Linked DNA regions of Mus musculus: region 1 is linked to region 2. A link is a contact called in public promoter capture Hi-C data. All regions are on one chromosome and are shown on one strand. Each heading gives the region's core, a stretch centred on a gene start, on an enhancer-like site or on the middle of the called end of the contact. The rest is flanking DNA. Distances are from core to core; before and after follow the strand shown.

Region 1 (2,700 bases), core at 12-2,511, 830 kb after region 2:
AAAATAGATAAAATTTTAGAACAAGCAAAGGAAATGTAGGCTCTGACTCAGGTGGAACCATGTGGCCTGGGGAAGTCACTGTTGCTTCCTTGCCCTTCCCCCTATCACATAGGGAGGTTGGAAAGACCAACTGACCTCCATGCTGCTGCTAACTTGTGCTTCTCTGACTCATTGAGGTTGGGTCATTAAACAGACAGTTCTACACTGAGGAGGCTGCCCAAGGCCTTCATTTCAAGTGAAGTTGTGGGAGTGCCAGTTAGTGGTAGAGTGCCCACCTACCTACCATATGCAAAACCCTGGGTTCCCTCCCCAGCAGAAAAAGTGAATTATTATATGGATGATAGGTAGATAGATTCATTATTATCATTAATATCTCAACGTTATGTTCCCATGTCTCAGAAAACAGAACAAAATCTTAAAATCCTCGGAAGACCTGGAATTCTGTCCCTCCCTCCTGCAAATTTTCTCTGTCCTCAAGCATAGTAGGTCTTTCACATTTTAGGAGTAACTCAGACCTGAGTCAGTATTAATGCAAAGCTCCTGCATTAATAATCATAATAATCTCAGACTTGACACAACTCACCTTTTGCATCTTGAAGACCCGTTGAAGCAGTTTAACTGCCACTGGAGTTACTGCAAAATTTTAAAATATATTTATCAACTCTTTGAGCATCTCATACAATTTATTTTGATCATAGTCACCCTGACTCCTCTTACTTCCCTATCCCCTCTTTTTGGTCATTTTTTTGTTAGTAAGCCATCAACTCAAATCTGTGCTATCTGTATATTCCTGGATGTAGGACCATCGCAGGGACATGGTTGACACTAGGAGCCATGACCTCATAGAAAACTGACTCTCCCTAGAAGCCATCAACTGTCCATAGCTCCTCAGTTGGATAGAGGCTCACTGACTCCCTACTTTCATGATCTTGTGCAGGAAAGTACAGTTGTGTGTCAGTTCTGTCAGGTCTAGAAGGCACTGTTTCGTTCTCATCCTCTCCAGCTGTTGGCTCTGATCAGCCTTCCACATCCTCTTCCATGTGCTTCTTGAGCCTTGGGAGGCAGGTGTGGGGAGGCGGGGCTGAGGAGGTGGGGCTGGGAAGGCAGGGCTGGGAAGGAAGGGCTGTAAAGGCAGGGCTGGGTAGGCAGGGCTGGTGGGTGGGGGTGGGGATATAAAGGCACATACTGAAAAGGGATAGGACAAGACAGCTTAAGCGTAAGGAACATCAGGAAACTGTGGGAAACGTTCACAAGTGAGTCTGTAAAGGAGCCATGAGTCAGAGATTACTGGAGGGCTTTGGCTTCTTTAAACCTTCCCTTGGAGGCTTAAAAAACAGTGTTTCCTGCCAGGAAACATTCCACAGCAGTGACTCAATCCTCACACTGACCAGTCAACTTTCAAGAAGGCTAGTTAGGAGTCCCATTGAGTCAGCGTTCCTGCACCACAGAAAATGTAAGCAGACATTATTTCCTTTCCTCTCTCTACTTTTCAGAAAAGGCAATCTCTTTGAGGGAAATGTCTTGGTAGTTACAAAGTTGAGCTAAGAGATCATTGCACCTCAAATTCTCCATCTAAAAAAAATGCTGAAGATTAGGGCTTCGGATGTAGCTCAGTGGTAGAGCATGTACTTAGCTCTGGATTCCAACATCAGCACCAGAGCTGGGGAAGATAAGAATTAGATATACTAATTCAGCCTTGTGTGATGGTGTATGCCTACAATCCCAACACTCTGGAGACTGAAGCACGAGAATCACAATTTCTTGGGCAATGTAACAATGTTCTATTTCCAACAAAGAAATTATAATATTCATCCTAAACCATACAAGATACAGAGGGTAATATCTGCTATAAAACAGCTGCTCAATCAACAATAGCAACCATTACCATCACCACCACAATCATCACATTAAAAGGCCTACCAAGATCTTGCTTTTTGACCTAACTTCCTTCTCTTTTACACCCTACATTTCTCACATATCAGCCACACACACACATATAGTAACAAGAGGTAAATTATGTCTCTTAAAAATTTATGTTGAAGTCTTAACCCCAAATACTTCAAAATGTGACTTCATTTAGAAATGGGTTGTTGAAGATATAAAGATAAAGTCAGTAGGGTGGTCCCCTAATCTAAGATGGTTAGTGTCGTTAAAAGGAGAAATCTGAACACAAAAGCATTGGGAGGGGGAGAAGGAGAAGAAGAGAATAGATAGACAGACAAACACAAACACACACACACACACAGGTTCTGACTAGACATTTTTGAAGAGGAAGGCAGAAATCAAAGTGACATGTCTATTAAGTGTTGTGTAGCTGTTTCCACTGGGTTGTGCATGACTATGGCCATCTTGAATCAGTACTGCTGTGGCCACTCATCCAGGAAGAACCTTATTAACTACCTCATGTGCCAGGTCCCACCCCTGGAGCAGAGCCAGCAGGATGTGGGTCTCCTGCTGTAGGCATAACACTTGTTTGCATAGTAATGTACATATTTTGCTTCTCATCCATCCTTCAGGGAATGTTCTCCCTGTCAAGGTTAATGATTCCACGATAATCAGAGACAGCAGGATTTTAGAAAGTAAGAATGTGTATAGTGACCCTCAGCAATAAGGTGATGCTGTGACCTTCGGAACAGCCATTAAGGCTGTGGGAAAGAACTCTGAAAACATGAGTTCATCAGAGGTTCAAGAGTACATAAA
Region 2 (2,700 bases), core at 105-2,604:
GTATTAAATATGGAAGTGCTAATGAAGCCCTGTGCAGAATACTTCAAATCACAGCCGAAACCCAGACAACCAGAACAAAAGTAGTTTTTATATGAGTAGATGCAACTTTATGATGAGTTCTACATCTTAGAAGATCTTTCCATATTAGCATGTACTGATTTTATTTTGTCCAGTTGGGGGCGTCCCTGATAGTAGAATGGAAAGTTCCCTCAGTCAAGGATTGAAAGCCTAGGACTCCTAAGCAAGTGGAGTGCTCTCTTCCTTCTGATATCCTACAGGGTTTTGCAGTCAGGTTGGCACACTCTGTAATATTAAATATCTTTTGAGTTATTATACTGAACTACAGAAGTATAATATTTCCTACTAATAGAACACAGAAGCAAAGAGTTTGGGGATGATTTAAAATCACATTATCATGTTTAGCAATACAAAAAACAAAGCAAAACCCTACAGTAACAAGAGTGAGTGTCTTAGGAAATGAATAACCTAGATTAAATCCCTTCTAGTGTCTGTTTCTTTAGCATGCTGTCTTCTTAATCAGCCCATAATGCTACAAAGGCTGAAACTGAAGGAGAGCGTCCGTGCTCCCTGGTGGACTGAAATACTAAGTTTCTCTGGTCATCTTTAGTGGTGCCGTTGCGGTGAAGCTGTACCCTCGGGGAGGACCCAGTTTGTAGCAGTAAACCTGTGAGGGTGAGGAGAGGTTTGCATGCTCCTGTTTTTTCCTGGAACAGAATGTGAGGAGAGTTTGTAGGTGCTCTTTGTAACTGGTTTGTCCTGAACAGACAGTTTCAGACGTAGTCGCTTCTCATTCCCTGGGTGATTTGGAGCAGCAAAGCAGCAGTTGTTCTTTGGTCTCTCAGCCATGACCTGACCTTCTGTCTGTAAGTCCGAAGAGTTATTTAGCTTGGCCACCATCTGCACCCAGGAGAGAAATTTACATTTAGCTTTGAAAAGCTGGACATGTCAAGCACTTATCTGCAATACCTACCATGATATAAAACATATTTAATTTTAAAGCCTTGTGTATCATACAGTCATCATAACCAGGAGACTGTCTCTTGGGTTGCAAACAGGTGTTCCCCATAATGCATCATTTTATTCATATTTTAGCTAATCTGGCCACTTGGTAGGTTTTGAAAGTAGGTGGGAAACTGAGCTGGAATGTGGTGAGCACAAGAGCCTCTTTGATGTATACACAGCCGGGCAAATGCTTGACCACTGGAATGATTTTCCTCACGACCTGAGCCTTGACTCTGGCATAATTAGAAAGAAAGGTTAGAGGGGGAACAATGGCTGTCTCTTCCGCCCACTTTCTTCTTTTCTTCTTATATTGTGTCAGGACCCATGGGTGAATTACCCTTCCCATCAGCTCTTTTGTATCGCTCAGGCTTGGAGAGCTGCTGTCAGTCTCAGGGGCTGCTTCTGCACCACGGAAAACAAAAGGCATTTTGTGTGCAGATTGGGAACTTTGTGCCTTGATTTATTTTCTTTTTTTTTTTTTTCTTCTTTCCTTTCTTTGCTTCTTTTTACTTTCTTTCTTTTTTATATAAACATCAGGTACACACACACACACCCCATCAAGGAACTTAAAAGCATATGAGACAAAAGGAACATTATAAACAACCTGTGCATTTCCAGCACTTAGATTCAGTGTGTGTCAATCTTGTCCCACCAGTTCACAGTTTTTTTCTTAACTTCACCTCATTATCATATTTTTCCATCTTAATTTCTAATTTTCCTTTCTCATTGTCTTTCTCTACCTCCTCTCCTTTCACAAAAATATTTAAAACAAATCTCAGATATTTATTATTTTACCTACAAATATGTTATTGAAGGAAAGGCTCATATTATCATATTGTTACTTTGAAGAATATTAACAATAATTACTAGCAAATAGCATGAAGCTTATGTTGACATTTCTTTTTCTCAAAAAGTGTTTTGTAGTTGGTTTATTCCAAAATGTAGAGCAGGTGTGTCTTTGTCTGTTCAAATGGTGCAGTACTGTCTTCTTTAAAAGTAAGTGAAAAGGACACTTGGTAAGCATGTTAGCTTTCTTTATTAGGTTTCCCTCTGAAGGCTTTGTGCTCCGTACTGTGCCGGTCGCCCTGCCAGAGCTGCACCTTCGTCCTCTGATACACTGTGAGCATGTGGCCGGGTTGTGCCTTTGTGTCTTCTCACGTTCCAGAAGGGGCCAGAAACTCTGAAATGCAAACTGCATCATTTCAGAGTCCTGTATTTCAGGTTCAGGAACTTTCAGGAAACTCTGGCTACATTACAGGGTTAGCTCATTTGAAATGAAAGATGCATCTTTGGAATTTTCTTTGTTAATTTTGAATTAAATAATTGAGTCTCAAAGATATTTCTTTGTTGCCTCTCGCCTTTGATCAGGGTCCAGGGCAAGTAAAAAACAGAAAAGAGAAATGTGTTGATAAAGGTACTCGTAGCAGGCTTTGCTCTCCTTATTCTTCAGTCTCTTGTGCTCCTCCTTTTCTTCCTCCTCCCCCCAATCATCGTATTTTAAATTTGTTATGTGACTTAGGGATGTATAAAGCACAAGGGCACATATAGAGGTGGGATGGGGAGGCATGATCCAGAGAGGCCAGAGCATCTGAGGAAGCTGTTCATTGTCTGTCTGAGCTCTGAAGCTGCAAATGATAGCTTAGGAGAATGTTCTGAGAGTAGGGCACACTGACAGAC

The links. Promoter capture Hi-C pulls out the DNA fragments that hold promoters and counts their contacts.
Region 1: a contact with region 2 is called in a promoter capture Hi-C map of neural stem cells. The contact joins two enhancer-like sites. A contact is called at or near these places in 22 of 39 promoter capture datasets (the 3T3-L1 cell line, 3T3-L1-derived adipocytes, the C10 cell line and 15 more), 5 of 15 datasets of contacts at CTCF or cohesin (the NIH/3T3 cell line, embryonic stem cells, large pre-B cells and 1 more), 136 of 484 Hi-C or Micro-C datasets (3T3-L1-derived adipocytes, the 63-12 cell line, the AML12 cell line and 78 more), 30 of 115 datasets of contacts at active chromatin or transcription factors (the 230-238 cell line, the HPC-7 cell line, the NIH/3T3 cell line and 20 more) and 1 of 9 other capture datasets (embryonic stem cells).

The regions. Positions count from the first base shown.
Region 1 is chr1:177,707,625-177,710,324 of GRCm38.p6, forward strand. It overlaps Gm30115 (a long non-coding RNA gene), which reads right to left. Exons shown (of 5, transcript XR_373742.2): 4 at 584-633. Among named protein-coding and RNA genes, the nearest start is that of 1700016C15Rik, 21 kb to the right of the region's middle. Within about 2 kb of position 1,262, at least 108 of the 459 cell types and tissues checked have an H3K27ac peak or open chromatin away from gene starts, as enhancers often do. A contact at or near this core is called in neural stem cells, where this site is marked.
Region 2 is chr1:176,879,002-176,881,701 of GRCm38.p6, forward strand. The region is part of intron 12 of Sdccag8 (serologically defined colon cancer antigen 8); the gene reads left to right. Among named protein-coding and RNA genes, the nearest start is that of Gm15423, 61 kb to the right of the region's middle. Within about 2 kb of position 1,355, at least 22 of the 459 cell types and tissues checked have an H3K27ac peak or open chromatin away from gene starts, as enhancers often do. A contact at or near this core is called in neural stem cells, where this site is marked.